2 separate regions of the Sus scrofa genome follow, and region 1 is linked to region 2. Evidence: chromatin contacts called from public HiChIP or PLAC-seq data. All regions are on one chromosome and are shown on one strand. Each heading gives the region's core, a stretch centred on a gene start, on an enhancer-like site or on the middle of the called end of the contact. The rest is flanking DNA. Distances are from core to core; before and after follow the strand shown. Region 1 has its middle 220 kb from the start of KLF6. Region 2 has its middle 100 kb from the start of AKR1E2.

Region 1 (4,382 bases), core at 359-2,858, 470 kb before region 2:
CTCTTAACCCGCTGAGCCACAACGAGAGCTCCAACCCTCATTTAACATGCAACCTGTTCCTACCAAGAATTTAGAACCGCTAGAGCGGGGCTGTGAGACAGAACTTTCCCCAAGAATAAAATCGGCCTGGGCCTGTAGTTTCCAAGGTGGTCGCCATGAGCCACGAGCCACATGTGTCTCTGATACACTGGGAAGAGAAAGGGAATTTTACCCTTTCATTTAAATTTTAATAAGTTTAAATTTAAATGGCCTCACGTGCCCTGTGGGAGGCAGAGCTTGGGTGATGACCCTGGCGGAGAGAGAGAGGGAGAGAGGAAAAGAGAGAGAAAAAGGATGTTTCTGAGAGAAGCGACTGCGAGTGAATTTTGTAGAACAAGACTCGGGAGAGAACAGATTCCTTACTTTCAAATATCAATACATTTGAAAGGCTAATTAAGAAAAACACAACAGCTACACAAAGAGAATTATCTTTTACAAAATTTTTTGAGTCGAGTGGTATTGAAGTACAAGTGTAGGAAAATTATGTAATTTCACGTACAGTTAAGTGGAGGAGTCTGGATTTTAACCCGGATGAATTCATATAATATTTACTATGTATATTACAGTATTTGAATACATATTTATTTGTGTATAACTTAACTGCCAATGCTATCTGCTTGTCTAGGATATGCTGATCTTATATTGACTATCAGCTCTGTGCAGAGACATACCAATATATATATAATAATAACAATAAATTTATACATTAATATTATAATGTATTTATACATGCACATTTGTAGAAATATGTACATTCCCATGCATACTATATGTATGCAACTGGGAAAGTTCACCGGTCAGGAAGAATGTTTTCTAAATGAGGAGCCACCTTCCCGCATGAGACACTGGGAGTCGGTGAAGGCCGCGATAAAGGTCTCAGAATGGCTTTACACGGCTTGATATGATACGTATTCTTTTCATTTTGGAAGCTGGGCCCTGATTAACACCTTTTTCCCGCAGCACCTGAGCACCGCGAGGGAACCTGGAAGACGTGCCTCATTTGCTGACAGCCAAGCTTCCGCAGCTACCTTTCCATGGGTCACTGACCTTCCTCTCCAGACCGAGGCCGTTGTGGTCACCTGATGTGGTCACCACATCAGTGTCAGGCGTATCGGTCGCTATTTTAATTCTGCTGGTTTCAATGAGGCCTTAAACACTGAGTCAGGAATCAAAGGTTGAAGGGACTTTAGAGACTGACCCCGACGCCGTACTCGGAGATGAGGAAGCAGAGGCTTATCACAGGGAAATGATTGCCTGAGGTCTTGGAACAGCGGGATGGCTCTGAGTTCATTCTCAGTGGCTCACGTCCTGAGTTTACGTTTTTATGATATGGTGGATTTGTTTATCTGTTGGCTCAGATTCTTATATAATTGGTGATTGATATCTGTCTTCCTCGTTCAATGTCCTTCCTTCCTTGCTGAAAGAGAAACATAGAGTTGGAGAAAAACACCTCTATAGAGAATAATAATAAAATTTCTGCAAAAACAGGAAACTTGTCAACGCGACGCCCTTTGCAGTGATGGGACAAACAGGAAGTGAATAGAGTAAGTCGTGAGGCGAGTGGCCTGGTCTCCCGCCTCCGCTCGCTAAGCACGTATTCGGGGCCAGGGCCTCTGCCCTGGGTGGAGGCGGCCCTGGTGTTAGGGAGATTGTCTCTGCCTTTGGTGCACTTACTCTGTTGAGAGGTCACGTCAGTCTGCCAGGGCTGCCACAGCGAAAGACCACAGACGGGGGGCCTACCCGCGGATTCTCCCCCAGTTCTAGAGGCCAGGGGTCTTAGATCACGGTGGGGGCCGGGCTGGGTCCCCTGAGGCCTCTCTCCTGGGCGGGTGGACCCCATCTCCCCCACTCCCCAACCCCTGCCACGTGCTCACATGGTCACCCCTCTGTGAGCCTGTGTCCTGGCCTCTTCTTACAAGGACACCAGCCCTGTGGGTTAGGGTCACCCCAATGACCTCGTTCTAATTAATTACCTTTTAAAAGAACTTGTCTCCACACATGTCACATTCGGCAGCACCAGGAGGGTCGAGTGTCAACATGTGAATTTCGGGGGACACCTTTCAGGCTGCATGTATCTCCCAGGTATCATTTTTACAACAAAACAGAATATCATGCTGCCCTTTTCAGAAATTTAGGCTTGGGGGGGTGGGGTGCCATGTTCCAGAGCGCACGACTCTGGATGGAGCCAGGCTCGAACACACCTTTGTCCAGTCTCTCCCACGTCCCCAGCGGATGGATGTGAACCTAACATCCAACGGGACAAAGAAGGGGCTCAGCGTACCTCCCAGGAGTGGACCTGGGGATGGCATTTCATGGCCAGGCCTGCTCCTGTTTCATCTCCAAGCTTTAGGATCTTCAGCAGTAACTGCTGCTCAGAAATGAGTCTCGGGATGCGGCGCCAGAAGGTGGCCTGACTTTCTGGAGCGAACTGCGGTCCCAGGCTTGTCAAGCACCCACCTGCATCCTCATCTTTACATTAAGGAAGTCGTAGGAAACACCCTCTATCTTTCAGACCTAATGTGTCTGCATTTTTGTCATGAGTGATAACATTTTTTTCCCGCTTAAGTAGTAAATAGGAGAAAAAAAAACCCTGCCGGAAATCTTGCTTCAAAAATAAAGCAGACAAAAACCCAAGACTAGAAATATGATATTTTAAGAGTAGTATTTGGTTCATTTTATTTTATTTGTTTATTTAGTTTTGCTATTTAGGCATATGGAGGTTCGCAGGCTAGCAGTCCAAGTGGAGCTGTAGCCGTGAGCCTACACCACAGTCACAGCAACGCCAGATCCAAGCCACGTCTGTGACCTACACCACAGCTCACGGCAACGCGGGATTCTTAACCCACTGAGCGAGGCCAGGGATCAAACCTGCAACCCCATGGTTCCTAGTCGGATTCGTTTCCACTGCGCCATGACAGGAACTCCGTATTTGGTTAATTTTAAACATTTGACTATGAGTTAGAAGTTTCATTGTCCATTTTTAAGTAGGTATTTTTTAATACCGTTTCTAGAAAATGGTTAAGGTAAATTCTTATGGATCAATTGTTCTAGCTTTAATTTCAGGTGGTTTTTTGTTTGTTTGTTTGTTTTCCCTGCTGTACAGCATGGGGATCAAGTTATTCTTACATGTATACATTTTTCCCCCACCCTTTGTTCTGTTGCAATATGAGTATCTAGACATAGTTCTCAATGCTACTCAGCAGGATCTCCTTGTAAATCTATTCCAAGTTGTGTCTGATAAGCCCAAGTTCCCGATCCCTCCCACACCCTCCCTCTCCCATCAGGCAGCCACAAGTCTGTTTTCCAAGTCCATGATTTTCTTTTCTGTGGAGATGTTCATTTGTGCTGGATGTTAGATTCCAGTTAAAAGTGATATCATATGTATTTGTCTTTGTCTTTCTGGCTCATTTCACTCAGGGTAAGAGTCTCTGGTTCCATCCATGTTGCTGCAAATGGCATGATGTCATTCTTTTTGATGGCTGAGTAGTATTCCATTGTGTATATATACCACCTCTTCCGAATCCAATCATCTGTCGATGGACATTTGGGTTGTTTCCATGTCCTGGCTGTTGTGAATAGTGCTGCAATGAACATGCGGGTGCATGTGTCTCTTTTAGGTAGAGTTTTGTCCGGATATATGCCCAAGAGTGGAATTGTGGGGTCATATGGAAGTTCTATGTATAGATTTCTAAGGTATCTCCAAACTGTTCTCCATAGTGGCTGTACCAGTTTACATTCCCACCAATAGTGCAGGAGGGTTCCCTTTTCTCCACAGCCCCTCCAGCACTTGTTATTTGTGGATTTATTAATGATGGCCATTCTGACTGGTGTGAGGTGTTATCTCATGGTCGTTTTGATTTGCATTTCTCTTATAATCAGCGATGTTGAGCATTTTTTCATGTGTTTGTTGGCCATCTGTATATCTTCTTTGGAGAAATGTCTATTCAGGTCTTTTGCCCATTTTTCCATTGATTGATTGGTTTTTTTGCTGTTGGGTTATATAAGTTGTTTATATATTGGAGAGATTAAGCCCTTGTCAGTTGCATCATTTGAAACTATTTTCTCCCATTCTGTAAGTTGTCATTTTGTTTTCTTTTGGGTTTCCTTTGCTGTGCAAAAGCTTTTCAGTTTGATTAGGTCCCATTGGTTTATTTTTGCTCTTATTTCTATTGCTTTGGGAGACTGACCTGGGAAAATATTCATGATGTTGATGTCAGAGAGTGTTTTGCCTGTGTTTTCTTCTAGGAGTTTGATGGTGTCCTGTCGTATATTTAAGTCTTTCAGCCATTGGGAGTTTATTTTTGTGCATGGTGTGAGGGTGTGTTCTAGTTTCATTGCTTTGC
Region 2 (4,538 bases), core at 367-2,866:
AGCACAAAAAGGAATGGAAAAACATGGTTATATGGCTGTTCCGGGCCAAAAATATCTGTCTCACCACTTTTTAAATGATGGGTTAATTTTTGAAAATAAACATCAGTTTAATCGATGATGTCTCACCTTTCATTTTTATTTTTTAGATCTGACACGTTGATCCTGAGGATATGTCTGATGAGCAAGCTGGCAAGTGCTTCTAATTTTACCTGGTAAAATAAAATGCCCCCAAACCACCTTGGCTAGTGTAGGGGAAGAAGAATAAAGTCTAAAACGCAATACCTGTTCCTCTTACACATCTTGACCCCTCCACACGGCCTTCACATAGTGCGCTACACATATTATTGAAAATCTGTTGTCATGAGCACTTGCAGACACTCTCCCAAGAACAACCACCACAAACCCAAACGGTTGCCGGATGAGCCGCGGTTTCCCCTTGTGCCAGCCAGGCTGACAATCACCATGAGCCCATGTCCACCACAGGGCAGGTCATGGGAAACAGTTGCTGCGAGTTAGTTAGACTTGCTCAATGTCAGTGTTTAGGGATTAATTTCATTGCTTGAGTTATTTAGATCACGATGGCAATAAAGATTTCAGAAAGCTATTGGGAAACATTTCCTTTAGGGAAGGAGGAACATGAAAACAGTCAAGAAGGGAACTGATTCATGCAAGAAACCTCTGTGTATAAAGCATTGTTTGTGTTACATTCACTGAAACAATGACGAGTGAAAGGACACTTAAATATGGGCAGTCAAGCCTTATTAGAACAGTTAGTGACTAATTACAGTTCAACACGCAAACATTTAGCTGTCTGTACCCTATGTGAATAAGCAAAGTATTTTTAAAGCCAACAACAAACACAAATAATACATTCCAATAAAAACGGCTTCTCTCGGATAACCACCACAACACAGAAATAATAGCACAAGCAATGGAAAAGTTTCTAAGTTCCCAAAAGACAATGGACAGACTTGTTCCACCCAGGCTTGCTTTGATATTTGTAGGAATAACTAACCCATCTATGCTAATGCACCATTAAACTTTTATCAGATCATCATCAGAACGCATGGGGATTAAAAATCATTTCAGCTGAATAATACATGCTAAAATGTACATCATCTGTGTTAAGCTAGTCGTAATCATTTGGCCAACGTACTTCAAAGGCTTGATGGACATCCGCCCGTTTTGAACTTAAGCATGAATATCTTGGCAACACAAGGGGAACGCTTTCATCACACTGAAAGGCAATACGAGCTATAAATGTGGGACATCTCAGCTTCCATCTGAGTAAGTCCTCAGAATTGCGACATTCACCAAGCAATAAATCCCTTGAGTTGTTGTTCAGACGCCCTCGCCCTCGATGCGTCTGAAGCAACTTCTCTGAGTGTTTTGTCTTGAGAGTTCTTTATCCTTCTATTCTTAGATCCTTCATAATGCGGGATACCCTTCCCTCCTGTAGCCTGGGTTCTCACACTTAGTCTTCCTTTTGTTAAAACCTAAGCAGCTCTTCAATTCACACTGAGGCATGGAGGGCTGCTTCCATCCGTGTGGGCTATCCCTTCCTGAGGCATAACTGAGGGAGAGGAATGCAGTTCAGTCTCTGCTGGAGACTGGCGAAGAGGAAGCTCTGCGGGGACTCCCCACCGCCCCCCGCTTGCCCGAACATTCTGCTCAGAGTAATAGCCAGGCTACGCACCCACCTGTGGCGTCAGCTTCCCATTCTGCTCCCTTTTTGACAATAAGAAGCCATGAGGATGCTTTTTGAAAGCTTTAATCTCTTATTTATCCCATGTGGATTTGGCCTTGGCAGAGAAACCACTTATGTATTCTTATATTTTTGTTTAATATTATTGCACTTCAGTCTCATAATCTTTCTCCCTTTTGCAAATTGAAGAGAGACTTTATACGATGCTTGGAAGAGAAGAGAAGACACCTTTGCAGATAAGATATGGATGGTTTTCTTATAGCATCTTTAAGAATAACTGTTAGGAACACAATACCCTTCACTTATCTCGGGTTTTCAATGAGAAAATACCTTTTTGGTTCGTAAAGAGAGACTACCACCATGGAGCCAAGGGATACACTGTGTTTAGGAGGGGGTCCCCTCATCTGAAATTATTTATTTCACGGTCTTCCAGAAGCGCCCAATTATCCGTCCCTAAAAATGTGCCCCCTGGGGCTCAGCACAGCCCCGCAGTAATGATGGTCAGACCCACGGGTGGCCCACACCATCGTCCTCGACCAGTACCGCATGAAAGAGCTCCTGGGTGGCTTTGTGACCTTAACAGACAGCTGAAAGGAGGACGGTGAAAAAGTGCAGGTCCATACACAGCGGGGCAGGGGAAAGACAAAGCCTAGAGTCACAGTGAGGCAGCTCCAGGAAGTAATCTCTTGGTTGAGGGGTTCTCAGGAAGAGAAAGGGAGGCAGACAGAGACGGCTGTGTCTCAGAACCTGTTCTGCCTGCATCAGTACAGGAAAGAGGAAAACTGGGAAAGAGCGTCCCACCCTCCCTCAGACAATGGTCGGCTTTATAATAGGATTGCATCTCAACCATCTTTAAGGAGCAGCACTTAGCATAGCTCATGACTCATGTCAGAGATACGATAAATATTTGTTGAGTGAGGGAATGAATACAATAATATAGTTTTAATTTTAGGATTTCCTGGCATTCCATGAAGACATTTTATGGTTTCACGTACGCAATAACATCTCAAGATGTACTGGATGTACCAGATTTTTTTTTTTTTTTTGCATTTCCATTAAAATGTAGGAAAACAAAAGAGCAGGAAATTTTTACATTTCCATTAAAAATGTAGGAAAACAAAAGAGAGCCAGCTGTGACTATTTATAGTGTGCTGAGAAATATTCCACAGAAATCGCTACCCAGTGATTTTTTTTTTTTCATTGGAAGAGTGTTGAGACAACTAGAGGGAAGCACTAAAAATGACAAAGCATTTCCTTAGAAATTATGAGGGAAAAAAAAAGTCCTGAAGAGCAGGGGAAATTTTAGTATTTAAAAAGATATTTTGACATAAATTGTGGATTGATCCCATTTAAAAGTAATCTTCACAGACTTAAGCCCAACAACGAAACACTGTGTTAGGAATACGACTCAGTGGTCAGATTCAGGGTTGAATTCAACATAGCACAGCTAAGAACAGCACACACACACGGAATAAACCAGCTCAAGTTCTCCAAGGGCTGGATTTGCAGCTCTTACCACAGATGGCAATTACGTATCTCACCACAAGAAAAGCGCATGACTGAAGCCTCATGTCCTTCTCTTCCTGATCGTGAGCATTTGAATGCTTTGGAGAGGAGTTCCCACTGTGGCTCGGCAGAAATGAATCCAGCCAGTATCCAGGAGGACTCGGGTTCACTCCCTGGCCTTGCTCAGTGGGTTAAGGGTCCAGCACTGCCGTGAGCTGTGGGGTGGGTCACAGATGCAGCTCAGATCCCGAGTTGCTGTGGCTGTGGTGTAGGCTGGCAGCTGCAGCTCCAACTGGACCCCTAGCCTGGGAATGTCCATATGCTGTGGATGCGCCCCCTCCCCCAACAAGGCAATAAATAAGTAAATGCTTTGGAGAAGTTCACACCACACAGGGGATGTTTGGAGATTCCTACTTGCCTATAGTTGGCGCATTCCTCAGATGTTTTCTTGAGCCCAGGACGTGCCAAGCAATGTGCAGGTGCTGCAGAAAGATGGCTGGAAACACAGAGTGTCTGACCCCAAAGGCTTCATACGTGTGGGAGGGAGAGGGCGTGAAGGAGGGATAACTACACAAACACCTGATATAGGACGTGCAATCAGGGCTCAACAAGTGCAGGGGAGGAAAACGAAGCAGCATTGGAAGGGGGAAGGCAGGGGGGCCCTTTGCTGCTTGTCTCCCTGCAGGTGAGGTTTCAGCCGACCCCGAAGTGAGAATGCAAGACTCAGCATGTCCTGGGAAAGAGGATTCCAGACCGAGGGACCACAAGGCAGAGGCTGAGGCTGGGCTGCATTTGAAGCGTCGGACCAAGAGCCAAGGGTCCAGGGTGGAAGAGAGGGAGCTGCAGAGGAAGCGGGGAGAGGAGGGTGCCAAAAGGGGGTGCAGAGGGGGTCCGGTCCCAGGGGACCCCTGCTGAGGCTGCCCAGGGGGGTACGCACGGGGGCTTCCTCCACTAGCTCCACTTAGGGGTCCTGACCGATGTTGCCTGGCAGCTCTGTGTCCCCTGAACGTCAGAAAATCCACTTTCCTGCTAAAGGAAAACTTCCTGTACTCACAGCACCATTAGCCACCAACTGCGTGGATTTTCTACGTCAAGAAGTTCTCCAGTTCTCTGCAGACACGGACGGGGTATCCTGCAATTTAGTTCATGTCTGACGCTACCCCACCCGCGGAGTCAATGTAGAACCCTCAGGTTAAGGGGTTCAGACCCACAAAGTTGACCCCATTTCAGACGCCAGCCTCAAGTAGTGCATCTGCAAGGGACCCACACTCCTGAGCTGGCTACAAATCAGGAGTTGCCACAACCTCTTCTCAGATTCAATAATCTG

Evidence for each region. HiChIP or PLAC-seq counts read pairs in DNA pulled down with a chosen protein or histone mark.
Region 1: an H3K27ac HiChIP or PLAC-seq map of alveolar macrophages shows a contact between it and region 2. The contact joins two enhancer-like sites. A contact is called at or near these places in 2 of 2 datasets of contacts at active chromatin or transcription factors (alveolar macrophages and skeletal muscle).

What each region holds. Positions count from the first base shown.
Region 1 is chr10:66,261,922-66,266,303 of Sscrofa11.1, reverse strand. No RefSeq gene overlaps it. Among named protein-coding and RNA genes, the nearest start is that of KLF6, 220 kb to the left of the region's middle. Within about 2 kb of position 1,608, at least 18 of the 83 cell types and tissues checked have an H3K27ac peak or open chromatin away from gene starts, as enhancers often do. A contact at or near this core is called in alveolar macrophages, where this site is marked.
Region 2 is chr10:65,794,204-65,798,741 of Sscrofa11.1, reverse strand. No RefSeq gene overlaps it. Among named protein-coding and RNA genes, the nearest start is that of AKR1E2, 100 kb to the right of the region's middle. Within about 2 kb of position 1,616, at least 14 of the 83 cell types and tissues checked have an H3K27ac peak or open chromatin away from gene starts, as enhancers often do. A contact at or near this core is called in alveolar macrophages, where this site is marked.